Linked DNA regions of Canis lupus: region 1 is linked to region 2. A link is a contact called in public Hi-C data. All regions are on one chromosome and are shown on one strand. Each heading gives the region's core, a stretch centred on a gene start, on an enhancer-like site or on the middle of the called end of the contact. The rest is flanking DNA. Distances are from core to core; before and after follow the strand shown. Region 1 overlaps ALKBH3 (alpha-ketoglutarate-dependent dioxygenase alkB homolog 3). Region 2 has its middle 19 kb from the start of SLC25A22.

Region 1 (2,700 bases), core at 1-2,500, 89 kb after region 2:
TCTGGTAGAGGTTTGCTCTTTTGAGTTCCTACTACCCTTAGTCCTACGGTCTTATACTTCCTTGATTTGAGAAAATCAACAGTCTTCGTGTCCCTCAAATGTCATGAAATACAGGCAAAAGCTGGGATGGAAAACTAAAGTTATTATGTAGTTTAGTGACAGCTTCTCTAGCCTGGACAGACCACCACCTCTGGTGATCTGGCTTGAATATATACCTGTTTCTGAAAGCACTGCAGGTTCACCTCTGCCTCAGAAGATGGCTGAGAAGGGAGTGAGGATGCTCACAATGTTCGCTCACAGGGAGGCAGCAACACAGCTGCGGGGAAGCCTTACTTACACTAAAGTCTTCTTCAGGGGCATCCTTCCCACCTCACATCTACTAGCTCGAGCCTTCCCTTTATAAGCCCTCCTTCACAGCACTCATCGTGGTTCCAATATTTCAATAATTAGCACTATCTGTCTATCCTGGGTCTCCCGAGGACCGGGATTACGGCTGTCCTTTCCACCCAATGGGAACGGCCCCCGGTGCTGGTGCACGGTAAGCAATCTCTGTCGGGTAAGTGAATGAATGAATGAATGAATGGCTGCTTTGGGAGTCCAGAGTTAACCAGCGGAGAGGCAACCAGCTGAAAACGTTTCAACAAAAAACATACTCCTATTTCCTACATCTGAAAACGTGAGCTTTTAAGAGCTCTACTTTTTTCACAAAATATCAGAAGGTATGAAAAAGATTAAAAACAAACAAACAAACAAACAAACAGAGAATACTCACTGGTGGGGGCTTCCTTCTCATCTCAAAAGCACGTGTGGCACCAAAACTCAGTGAAGCAATGACGGGACATCTCCCCAGCGAAGGTTCATCGTCGCTATGCCAGTCAACGCTGTCCTTCTCATCTCGGTAAAGATTGCAGAGCAAGGAATTGAAGGTGTGGCCGGTGTTCTCTTCGATTTGGTCCTTTAGTGTGCGCAGCACAGCAGGCCACTGCCATGGCAGGCCGGGAAAAGGGGGCAGAGACAGTTCACAGAAGACACAGGGTGGCAGCCACATGGAAAACACAGGAAAGTGTAAAATCGGCCATGTTATAAACAGGGGCGTGGAAGAGGCTAAACACTTGGAGGGAACAGCCAAAGGCACGAGGAGTCCATTCCCTCCCGCTGTTTCTATTTTGAAGCAAGGTGACCTCCACAATCTTATTAAGGTACCGAATCGGTACAGCAAGGTCACGAGGGCCAAGCCCACGTACCCATCTCAGCCTTTCCGTGTGAAGGAGCACCTGTCGTTACACTCAGGGCAGCCACCTCCTTAAGGGACCAGGTCACCCCCATGGGCGCCGGGCACCCAGGTAGTTGGCAGGGACAGCCCGAAGTCTGGGGAGTGAAACAACTTTCCCACTGGGTGGCCCTCTGTTCATTTGATTGCTATTTTATCATGAATCACAGACTTGCTTTAAAAAAATATTTAGTATTTCCAGAGTGGCTAACTTCCTAAAAATAGAACCTGAAGGGAAAAAACATTCTACAGAATAGAACCATGACGTGGCCTGTGAACTAGAGTTTAACCAGATTCCACGGCCCTGCCTCCCGAGCACCAGCTCGCGTCTGTGCAGTATCTGGGACTTGCTGTCCCGCCGCGCGGGCTGCAGGAAGCTGTGACCCCTGACCTTGGGTTGTACTGGAGCTACCGCAGCAGAGCTATCAGTCCTTGTTAGACTCCTGTCCTTCCAAGAAGCCTCAAGAATTTTACAGAGCTTCCTTTTCTGACAGTCGTTCTCTTATCACTATCAAAAATTATTGAGGACCTCACAGAACTTTCTGTTACAGCTATGGCATTTATCACACTAAAATTAAAACTTAGGGATCCCTGGGTGGCACAGCGGTTTAGCGCCTGCCTTTGGCCCAGGGCGCGATCCTGGAAACCCGGGATCGAATCCCACATCGGGCTCCTGGTGCATGGAGCCTGCTTCTCCCTCTGCCTATGTCTCTGCCTCTCTCTCTCTCTCTCTCTCTCTGTGTGACTATCATAAATAAATTAAAAAAAAATTAAATTAAAACTCAGAAAATTAAACTATTGGTTAATTCATTTAAAACTACAAACCTGTGATGCGTTAACATAAATATTATTTCACAAAAAATAAACTCTATTTTCCAATACAAAAAATTATCAAGAAGAGTGGCACGGTTTTCCAAATCTCTTTAATGTTCGGCTTATCTGAAGAGAGGTGATTCTCCTGTCTGCTCCTGCATTCAGTCTGTTACAATATGTTGTTTTATAGAATTATACGAAGAAAACTGGCCTCACAAGAATATGTTGTTAGAAAAGGGCACGAGTCTTTTCCAGCCTTTCCAAATAATTGTGGATACTCTGTGCTATTTAATACCAAAACTTAACAAGTGCTGATCTCCTAAATGTCCGTTGCAGTGTGGGATCTGAAGTGTGGGATCTGAAGTCGTATCAACAAAGTTCTCATATTTGGTTACATTTAAATCTACTGGTCTGGGACACCTGGGGGCTCGTCTGTCCTTGGCTCAGGGCGTGACCCCAGGGTCCTGGGATCAAGTCCCGCCTCGGGCTCCCTGTGAGGAGCCTGCTTCTCCCTCTGCCTGTGTCTCTATCTGTCTCTCTCTCTCTCTGTGTCTCTCATGGATGAATAAATAAAATCTTAAAAAAATAGAATAAAATAGATCTGCTGGTCTGGCTTG
Region 2 (2,700 bases), core at 57-2,556:
TGTCCCTGCTCAAGTGTCTCCTGCTCCCACAGGCCCACGACGGCCGCCTGCCTCGTCCACGGCCTGCTTCCCCCTGGGCATGCTGTGGTGCCTCCTGCCCCGGCTACCTCCCATTTCACGGTGCTCTCCCTTCCACGCGCACCACACGCGTCCTTATTCATCACCTGCACCGTCTATTTCGAGTCCACACGCAACTCCGCGAAGGCAAAGGCCTTCAGCTGTTTGTTTACTGGTGTTTCTCCAATGCGAAGGCTCACACCTGGCCCTTGGGGAGGCTCCGGAGCGGTTGTGCAGGAATGAGTGGATGGTTGGAGGGACGGACGGATGGATGGACCGATGGATGGATGGACGGACGGCTGGACGGACAGATGGACAGATGGACGGATGGTTGGCTGGACGGACCAACACCATAAGGCAGCTGCCCCAGGTCAGGGCCCCCCTGCACTTGGGCCTCCCAGGTTCTGCCCTCATTCCGGGCTCTGGGGTGCGGGTGTGGGTGGGGGTCTTGGTTCCTGTCTGTTCAGTGTTCCTGGCCACTTACCAGTAACTGGGACCCGCGTGAGGGAATCGGCTGTCGGGGGACAGCAGGCTGGTGCTGGCCTGGGGGAGGGCCGCCCGGAGGAAGGCTCATTTCCCACCGCCTGGGTGTCGTGGGGCCCCTGCCCCTGCAGCCCCTGCCCCTGCCCGCAGCCCCTGCCCCCTGCCGCAGCCCCAGGCCCTGCCCTCCTGCGCCGCCGTAACGTGGGTTCGCCATGAGGGGGCGCTACACCCTCACTTTCCTTCCGGGCTCGGCGGGCTCGGCGGGCGGGGCGGGGCGGGGCGGGGCGGGGCGGGGCGGGCAGCACGGCCCACTCCCGCCGTGGCCCTGCGCCCGCTCTCCCGAGCCCGCCGCTCGCACCCGGGACCCCGGGGCGGCCAATGTCACGCGACCACACAGCGTCAGTGGCAGGAGAATCCGGACGTGGGGAGCACCGAGGGCCGCACCGAGGGCCGCCCGCTCCCCCTCCCCTCCCCCCTCCCCTCCCCCCCAGCTCCCTGCGGCACCCGCGAGCCCCACGTCCGGCTGCGGCTGGGCCTCCCTCGCGGGGTCCCCGGGTCCCCTCCAGGCGCGCAGGGCGGGGAAGGCGGAGCTGCGCCCCAGGGCCGGACCCCACTGCGCGGCCCGCTTCGGGGCGCCTCCGGCCGGGCAGGCACAGCGCTGAGCGCGGCGGGCGGAGGACCCCGCCGGGAGTCTGCAGGCGGGCTCGGTCCCGGGCGCCCGGCCTCCAGCAGGTCCAGCAGCCGCGCGTCCTCGGCCTCCCGGTGTCGGTGGGAAACGGAGGCCGGACCGGCCTTGGGGCGCTCGGACCGGCCTGGCTTGGCGTGAGCCCGGCCTGCGCGTGCCCCTCCCAGCCCCCTGCGCCACCCACCGCGCGGCGCCCTCCCCCGTGGGCTGGCCCGTGTGCAGGTGGCATGAGGTCCCGGGGTCAGACGGAGGGGGAGGGGAGGGGGAGGGGAGGAGGGGAGCGGGGCCCACGGGCTCTGACCCCCGCTCCTGGGGCAGCGCCTGAGGCCAGTCACCTCCTGGCGCCCACACGGTTCCCTCGTGGGTCCTGCTCCCCCAGCACCCTTCCTCCCCCTCCCCCCTCCTCCTGCCCCCCAGCACCCCTCCCCACCCCTCCGGCTCCTGGGGCAGCAGGGCATGTCCCGGGTCCTGAGCAGCCCCCGCCCCCCAGTGCTCACAGGGGCCAGGGAGGACCTTGAGGAGAGGACTCTGCCTCCACCTCCCCATCGCGTGGGGCACACAGTGGGCATCAAGTAGCGGTCAGTGTTTTCGGGGAAACCGGGAAGAGCAGCTCCGCCCCAGCAGTGCCAAGCGATCCTGCAAAGGCCTGTGGGGGGGAGATTAGCATCCTTCCTTCATTCAGCTCCAGCCACGTGTTAGACACGCCCCGGGGTCCCTGGACGGGGTGGGGAGCAGGAGGGGCGCCACCCACACAGGGTCGCTGGCACAGAGCGCAGGGACAGGGAGGAGGAGCAATCCACCCGGTCTGCGGGGAAGGAAGCAGGCCCAGGCAGCCGGGGCGGCTGTGCAAAGGCCCTGAGGTAGGAGCACGGCCTGCAGTATTTAAGGCAGGAACTTCGTAGGGCTTGGTGGCCCCTGAGAAGGACCTTGGCTTTGATCCGAGCTTGATGGGAAGACAGCACAGGCGTCCTGGAGCTGCCAAGTGGGTCACCCGCTGCCTTGTAGGGGGCAGGGTCCTGCTCTGCGCTCGCTCGCTAGCTCCTACTGCGGCTTGGGACGCACTTGCTCCCTGGAAGCCCAAGGTCTCCATGGGCCTTGGACCGCAGAGTCCTCCAGGGGCCTATCACACTCACAGGAAGCTGCTCCCCCAAACCAGTGCCCGGGTGCCCAGAACCACTGTCTGGGGGCAGCAGGTGGGCCAGGGAGTCCTCCCACCCCACCCAACCCGTGTGCCCTCGGGTGCCCACAGGTGACGAGGATGCAGGTTTCATCACTGCCCCACCCCCTGGCCGAGGCTTGTGGGGGAATGGCACTAGGGTGACCGGATGTGCTGGGGGCACTGCAGTGGGGTGATGGGGCATGCTGGGGGATGGCACTGGGGTGACTGGATGTGCTGGGGGACTGCCATGGGGTGACCTGATGTGCTGGGGGACTGCACTGGGGTGACCAGGCCGGCACTGTGTGGCCTGGGCAGG

Evidence for each region. Hi-C and Micro-C count contacts between places; a contact is called where the count stands out from the background.
Region 1: a Hi-C map of skin fibroblasts shows a contact between it and region 2, with 2.0 times the contacts expected there. The contact joins two enhancer-like sites. A contact is called at or near these places in 3 of 9 Hi-C or Micro-C datasets (amygdala, blood and skin fibroblasts).

The regions. Positions count from the first base shown.
Region 1 is chr18:26,270,746-26,273,445 of UU_Cfam_GSD_1.0, forward strand. It overlaps ALKBH3 (alpha-ketoglutarate-dependent dioxygenase alkB homolog 3), which reads right to left. Exons shown (of 10, transcript XM_038562979.1): 8 at 773-982. Among named protein-coding and RNA genes, the nearest start is that of TRNAK-CUU, 3.6 kb to the right of the region's middle. Within about 2 kb of position 1,251, at least 3 of the 20 cell types and tissues checked have an H3K27ac peak or open chromatin away from gene starts, as enhancers often do.
Region 2 is chr18:26,182,100-26,184,799 of UU_Cfam_GSD_1.0, forward strand. No RefSeq gene overlaps it. Among named protein-coding and RNA genes, the nearest start is that of SLC25A22, 19 kb to the left of the region's middle. Within about 2 kb of position 1,307, at least 7 of the 20 cell types and tissues checked have an H3K27ac peak or open chromatin away from gene starts, as enhancers often do.